Regions from separate parts of the Oryctolagus cuniculus genome. Here region 2 is linked to region 1. The links are chromatin contacts, called in public Hi-C maps. All regions are on one chromosome and are shown on one strand. The core of a region is the stretch at or near the end of the contact, and the rest is flanking DNA. Distances in the headings are between cores, read along the strand shown.

What was found. Hi-C and Micro-C count contacts between places; a contact is called where the count stands out from the background.
Region 2: a contact with region 1 is called in a Hi-C map of an unstated tissue, with 3 times the contacts expected there. The contact joins the promoter of WT1 here to the promoter of EIF3M in region 1. A contact is called at or near these places in 2 of 6 Hi-C or Micro-C datasets (embryonic fibroblasts and an unstated tissue).

Annotation. Positions count from the first base shown.
Region 1 is chr1:33,319,859-33,323,454 of mOryCun1.1, reverse strand. EIF3M (eukaryotic translation initiation factor 3 subunit M) reads left to right here and starts at 1,883. Exons shown (of 11, transcript XM_002709033.5): 1 at 1,883-2,091. The coding sequence starts at 2,050.
Region 2 is chr1:33,511,105-33,514,700 of mOryCun1.1, reverse strand. WT1 (WT1 transcription factor) reads right to left here and starts at 1,615. Exons shown (of 9, transcript XM_070071870.1): 1 at 759-1,615. The coding sequence starts at 1,206.

The DNA of each region.
Region 1 (3,596 bases), core at 634-3,133:
TGCTCCCAAATATTACAATGCAGGGACTTAAATTCAGGACAAACCTTTGGGGTCACCTTGACTTCCTCTTTCTCTCACACTCCATATCTGATCTGTTCGCAAATCTTACCAGTTTCACCAATACAAAAAAAATCCATAATCCAATCAATTTCCCATTCGCACTCCACCATCCACTCTTGCCTGGCTTTCTGCAATACTTTCCTAACTGGTCCCTCTGCTGATCCACTTTAAGTCAGTTTCCAACATGCTTGCCAGAGTGATCGTTTATCAGAGTTATCCCTTACCAAGAAAAAAAATTAATCACCTCACACCAACCAAAATCCATCAGAAGCTTCCCGATTCCTTAAGAGCTAAGGCTTAAACTTTTACTGTGACCTACAAGCGCCTCCACCCCACCTGTCAATGATTAAGTCATCTCCTATCGCTCTCCCCTTACTCAAACCGTGCCCACAGGTCTCCTGGCACCTGCCTCAGGCCCTTTGCCTTGCTTTCTTTTACATGAAAGCTTCCCTGAAGATCTGTCATTACTTTTTCATTTCCTTCAAGTCACAATACATTTGAGTCATTTTGATTACTCTAGCTAAAAAGGCGCGAGTGGCTGTGTGCGTGGGCACACCCACCTACCTGCACACCTTTTCTGTGTTTATCTTTTTTTTTTTTTTTTTTTTTTTTTTGACAGGCAGAGTGGACAGTGAGAGAGACAGAGAGAAAGGTCTTCCTTTGCTGTTGGTTCACCCTCCAATGGCCGCCGCGGCCGGCACTCTGCGGCGGGCGTACCGTGCTGAACCGATGGCAGGAGCCAGGTGCTTCTCCTGGTCTCCCATGGGGTGCAGGGCCCAAGCACTTGGGCCATCCTCCACTGCACTCCCTGGCCACAGCAGAGAGCTGGCCTGGAAGAGGGGCAACCGGGACAGAATCCGGCGCCCCGACCAGGACTAGAACCTGGTGTGCCGGCGCCGCAAGGTGGAGGATCAGCCTGTTGAGCTGTGGCGCTGGCCTCTGTGTTTATCTTAATAGCGCTACGTAACGTGTCCCACACAGTATTATTTAATAAGAGCTAATACCGTGCTCACCTGTTCTAAGTGCTTTCTACTTTAATTTGCTTATTCCTCACAACCCCATGAAGTTGTCAAATTGAGCAGTGTGACCTGAGGATGGCCCCTCTCCTCCAGGCCTCATAAGAGGAACTGCCAAAGGACTACGTGAAAGACTTTAGTACACTCTTACACCAATCGAAACTGAGCGTCAGGCAATGTCAGGTGATCACCTAACACCAATAAAGCAAAGCACCTAGCTGTTGCCAATCAAGGCGTCTGTCCCTCATTTCCGTTCTCTGACCATAAATGCTGCCGGACCGAGCTACAGGCCAGAGCTGTTCTGGTTCTGAGGGCTGCTAAGTTTCCAAATCGTTCGTTGCTCAGCGAAACTGTTAAGCTGAACCTGTCTTAGGGTTTTTTCCTTCGAACCAGGTAAGTACCCAAAGGGAAACGCAAACCCGGAAGTTTATAGGCAGTGGCCCTCGAGCGATGCAGCTGGGATTCCATCGCTTGAGTCCTTGCTGTAAAAGCACGATGCACCCTGGGCTGCCTTCCGAATTCCTTGTTAGCGGTTTGCGTTCCGTGTGTGCCTTCAAATGAGAGTGGCCTGCGCGAAGGCTGTCTTGGGGCCGCCCAGAGCGGGTTCCACAGCCTGGGCGGTGTGGACACCGAGGCAGGGCCCCGCAGCTGCTCCTGGCAGTTCTTGTTCTCGCACAAGTCATTTTCACTGCCCAATAGGCTTACACTTGCAGGGCTCAGGATGGTGACACCGCAGGGAGGAATCCCGGATACGAAGCCCAGCAGGTCCCGCCCACGAGCCCCGCCCAGCGCGTCCGCCACGCCCCCAAGCCTCAGCTGTCGTACGCCCTGGGATTGGCTTCCGCGGCCCTGCCCCACTAGGACCCGGGCCCGCTGACCCGGAAGCAGTTTGCGGAGCCGCCGCGCGGCTTTGCTCCCTTTTCCGGTCGGCGTGGTTTGCGAGTGGAGCGTCCGCGGTTCCCGGGCCTTCGCCATGAGCGTCCCGGCCTTCATCGACATCAGTGAGGAAGACCAGGTGTGCTCCCGGGCGCCGCGGGTGCCGCCGGGGTGGAGTGGGGGGGGGACGTCTCGGGCGTGAGGGACCGCGGCCGAGCTGGGGCCGGGCGGACGCGACGCCGCCCTGCGGAGCCCACTCCGGGGCGCCCGTCGCGTAGGTGCAGGCGTAGAGAGGCGGCGAGGCAGGCGGGGACACGCGTCCCGGGGCTGCTGGCCGGCGAGGCCCGCCAGCCCGCTTCCTGGTCGGCGTCGGGACTCTGCTAGCCTGCTGTCGGACGGCCGAGAAGTTTCTGACGAGGAACGGTGTCTGCTTCCGTCTTCCGAGTGCAGCAGCCGCCGCCGCTGTGGGAGGTGGCGAGTCGGTAGCCCACAGGAGCAGTCCGGCAAAGGTCATCGCGTGGTGACGATCAGAATGCATTTGGGGTTGTGCAGTCACAGAGGCAGGGCTGGCCCGTGTGTTTTCACTCGTCCTTGTGCACGAGTGGGAATTGTTCTGTAACCCTGTGCAAGTGTCCGCTCCATAGCGCTTAGTGGGCGATTCTGATATTTTTAAATTGACTGGAGTTTGCTCTTTGATGTGCAGAGCCGATGTTTACAATTTCCCCCGTAATAAAAGTTTAGTTGGTGGGAATTAAACCCAACATGCCATTACATAGTCTTTAATTTTTTATAGCTAACAACTCTGTGAAGTAGTATAAGCTTGTCATTTTTTTCTACTACTAGAATGTGGAAATTTTGTTTTTCATAGCTTCATTCTGATCTAACATCTAGAATTGTAGGTAGGACTTTTTTTTCCTCTCATGGTAGGAATGCAGTCCTACACCTCTGAAAAGTAAGAAGGGGATAGATAAAGCAACGAGAAATGCCAAGGGTAAGGAGGGAGGTGAGCACAGAAAGGAAAATGAAAGACCAAAAAAACCAAGCATTTTGCCAACAATCGGCTGTTAAGTTCCTGAAAAAGAAGTTACATACATACTGTAAGGAACCTGATGGAGGAAGTTCTTGTCATTGATCTTATTTTAAGTGGCCCTTTTTAAGGCTCTGCTACTGTTCTTAGAACGCATCCGTTTCACACCAGCTGTTCCTTTCAGGAAAATACCAATTCCTTCCAGAGTTCAACTGCTCAAATTTTCAGCTTGGTTAGAGTTGAAAAATGGGCAGTTCTTTCCCTGTACTTGCTTTCCGTTGCTTGTACTGGTCCATAACCACTTGTTAGCTAGTGAGGATAGCATAAAAACAGTAAACTGTTCAATAGTTCTCGGAAAGTTTGCTTTTTTTTTTTTTTAAGATTTATTTCTTTATTTGAAAATCAGAGTTACACAGAGAGAGGAGAGGCAGAGAGAGAGGTCGTCCTCCATCCGCTGGTTCACTCCCCAATTGGCCACGACGGCCGGAGCTGTGCTGATACAAAGCCAGGAGCTTCTTCCAGGTGTCCCACATGGGTACAGGGGCCCAAGGACCTGGGCCATCTTCTACTGCTTTCCCAGGCCATAGCAGAGAGCTAGATGGGAGGTGGAACAGCTG
Region 2 (3,596 bases), core at 366-2,865, 190 kb before region 1:
CATCAGGTTGCAAACTCTCTCCCTGGTTTACATTACGAGGAGGCGCGCCAAGGGCATCTGCTCCGGCCTTAAATGCCTGCGGTAGCATTTGGAATCGGGTAAGCTGGGTTCCTGTCCGTGGCTGGAGCCTCGCGTGGCCGCTGCCTGAGCGAAACCTGAGAGACCGCCTAAGGCGCGCACTCTCCACCAGCACAGGCGCGGCTCAGGCAAGCCACCTGGTCACTGCCCCACGGTTCTTCCTGGGTGCCAGTGTGTGCCAGCACCGTATTAATACCTGGGGAGCTCCTGGACATTTTGGCGCGGCGGGGCGGGGAGGCAGGCCCGGGATGCTCACCCGCGCTGCTCCCAACCTGACCCCACCATCTACACACGTCTAAAAAGTGCAATGCCTAGTGATAATTTGGAGGCGCCAAAAGCAGGGGAAAAAAAAAAAAAAAAACAACTCGTGGCCCGAGGCCTGGCCGCACTCTGTACCCTTCCCCTTGTTCCATTCCCGTGAGGGGAGGATTCGCGGGGCCCCAGGCGGACTCCCGGCTCATGCGAACCGCTAGGCTCCCCGCTCTGCCGCGCTGTGGAGAATGTCGGGAGCCTCTACTGGCGTGCGCTCCCCCGCTCCCTGGCCAACGCTTCCGCCACCCGCACGGCCATAGCGGAGGCTGCGGGGCCAGAGCTGAGATCCGGGACGGGGGAGGGGAGAGGAGAGGCCACGCGCGGCGACAGCTCCGGCGCCGCCGCCTCGCGCTCCCCCGCCGACTCACCCTGGTTGCGAATAGCTGGCTGGCTCTCGAGGCAGCTGGGCAGGTATGGTGCGTTGGGGAACATCCTGGCCTGGCCAGAGGAGGCCTGGCTGGGCGGAGGAGGGCCGAAGGGCCCGTAGCGGCAGGCTCCCGCTGTGCCGGTGAACTGGCCCGAGAAGTGGACCGTGAAGGCGCTCAGGCACTGCTCCTCGTGCGGCTCCGCGCCGCCCCAGCTCGGCTCCTGTTTGATGAAGGAGTGAGGCGGCGGCGGCGGCGGCGGGGGTGGCGGCGGAGCGGGCGGCGGCGCGGGGCCGCCCAGCGAACCGTAAGCCGAGGCGCCCGGGGGCGCGAAATCCAGCACCGGCGCCCACTGCGCGGCGCCGCTCACTGGCAGGGTGCAGCCGCCGCCGCCGCCCAGCGAGGGGACGGCCGGCAGCAGCGCATTCAGGTCCCGCACGTCGGAGCCCATCTGCTGCAGCTCAACCGCGGACGCCCCGCGGCCTCTCCGGCCCTGCGGACGCTCGGCGCTGGACTCGGCCGCACCTAACTTGGCCCAGATGCCGCCCGGGCCCCGAACTCCCGGCTGCTCGGGCTGCTGAAGGCACGCGGGCCCCGAGCAGAGCGCGTGCTGAGATGCCGGCTCCGGGGCACACGTGGAATCCGGCTCCTGCGGCGGGAGGAAGTCCAGGATCGCGGCGAGGAGGCGGCAGGGCCCCGGATCCTGGGCTGCCGTCCCGGCTCTGGGTGGCTGGGTGGGTGGGTGCGTGAGTGGGAGGTAGGGCGGGAAGGGGGGAGCCGACAGGCGGTCGGCTTGCGGAGAGCCCCCGGGTGTGGGCGCTGCCTTGAACTCCTTACCCCAGCTGCCTGGCTGCCCCCAGCTTCCCAAAGCTCAAATAAGAGGGGCCGGCGGCGGGGGAGGAGGAGGAGCCTGGAGGCTCGGCCGCTCCATTCACACCGCAGCCCTAGCCGCGCTGGTCAGCGCGCACAGCTCCTTGGGGGCGCCCTCGCCGCGGGGGCGGGGGGGGGCGGGCCTGAGGGAGCGTCCCTCGCCGAGACACCCTCCTCTCCCACCCGCCACGCGCTCTCAGCAGGCCTGTGTGGCGCAGCCCTCCCCCCACCGCCCCATCCTAGCTTTCAGGAGTGTGGGCGCCTCAAGGCCGCGGGCGAGTCCCTCCAGGTAAGCCGTGTGACCCCCTCTGCATCCTTGGAGCTGGGTGGTTCATCCTAGAGGGCGGGCTGGAGGGAGGAGCAGGTGGGATCCAAGAGGGCGGGAACTGAAGGGGAGCGAAGAAAGAGGCGGATACCCTGGGTATTTGCGCCCGCGACTTCGGCTCTTGCTTTACGAGCCGTCGAGTTGGGATGATGTCCGTAATCCTCGGGTCACTGGGGTGGGGGCGGCCCCTTTGTGGATTCCGGGGGTCGAGACCCAGGGCAAAAGCGCCCCAGCTGGGCATCAGTTACGCTAAGCGGGGCGTGTTGGATCGTCTGGGCGTGGGTTAGTTGGTAAGGTCTGAGAGGGGGGCGGTTGCCGCCTACCTAAAACTGCTGCCAGCGGCCCGTATTTTCCTTTTCTCCCAAGGAGTATCCAGTTGTGCGGTTAAGCCGGGAAAAGCGAGGCTAGTTTGGGAGGAAAGAGAACCCTTGGGGAAAACACCCGGAGCCTGCCTATACTCTGGCCGGAGCATCCCGGCGCCCAGTTGAGGGAGAAAGAGGAATGGAAATGGGGAGGGTTCGGATGCGATGCTTGCGGAGAGAGGTTGGCTCCTGAGACCGCTCTGCCAGGCACTGCCTCTGCTTCTGGTCAGCAAAGCGATGGACACGAGGCCCAGGACGCAGCGGGACAGGGAGAGCCTGCCTCGGCTCTACGTTGCGCGGCAGTGTTCGCACCGTGGGGGGCTCCGAGCGCGTGGCTTCGCCAATTAGACTCCTCCCTCCACTTAGGCGCTGTCCCGCGGAGCCCCGCGCGCTAGAGCAGGTGTTGGGGAGTTGGTTTTGTTTTGTGAGTTCTTCCAAAGTAGTGAAGATCTATCGGGAACCAGCGTATGGGTAAGGAGAAGGGCCGGGAGCCCGAAGCGGGGAGCGCCTCAGCGGCGCACAGACACGCAGAGCGCCAGGAGGCAGCGGCGATGGCGCAGCCTGGGACTGCCAGGCGCGCGGGGCAGGAAGCAGCCGGTTGCTGAGAGGCCTCGCGCGGGAGGCCGGGGCTGGGGCCCGCGGCTCCAGCGGCGCCTAAGTGAAGCGACCATGGAGGTCGTCGCAGTTGGTCAAAGAAGCCGAGTGCTCCGGTCGCCTAGACCCGTTCCACATTTCTTAGACTTCGGTTTTACCCTGCGTTGTGTGGACGCAGCCTCGGTCAGCTCCGCCCGCTCAGGACTGCTGGACACAGTTTCCTTCCCTTGGGGGTCGCGCACCGAGAAGGTGCAGGAGACACCGTGGGTGAGGGTCGGCGGCGCGAGCTCGCTGCTTGCTCCCCTGACACCTTGGCTGTCGCGCACACCTCCCGGCGCCGCGTTGGTGCTGCACTTCGCTTCGCCTTTGCTCAGCAGCTTTTAAAAAATGAAAAAAGAAATAAAAGGCCCTTGAGGACGGCTCCTTTCCCCTTACTCTTTCCTCCCACTCCTCTCCCGCACGTCCCAGCCCTAAACCTGTAGTGGGCTGCGGGCTGCGCACTGGGCACGTGCGTTTGATCTTTGTGGCCCGGGAGCCCAAACTACTTGCAGCCGCGTTACCCCTGTGAGGGCGATGACCTCTCTTCCTGTGTCGCCACCCCACCTTCTGTTTCTACCTCGAAGTCGTTTTTCCTAACTATAGGACTCGAGCACTAAGGGAAGAGGATCCGCTTAGGAGAAGCCAAACGAA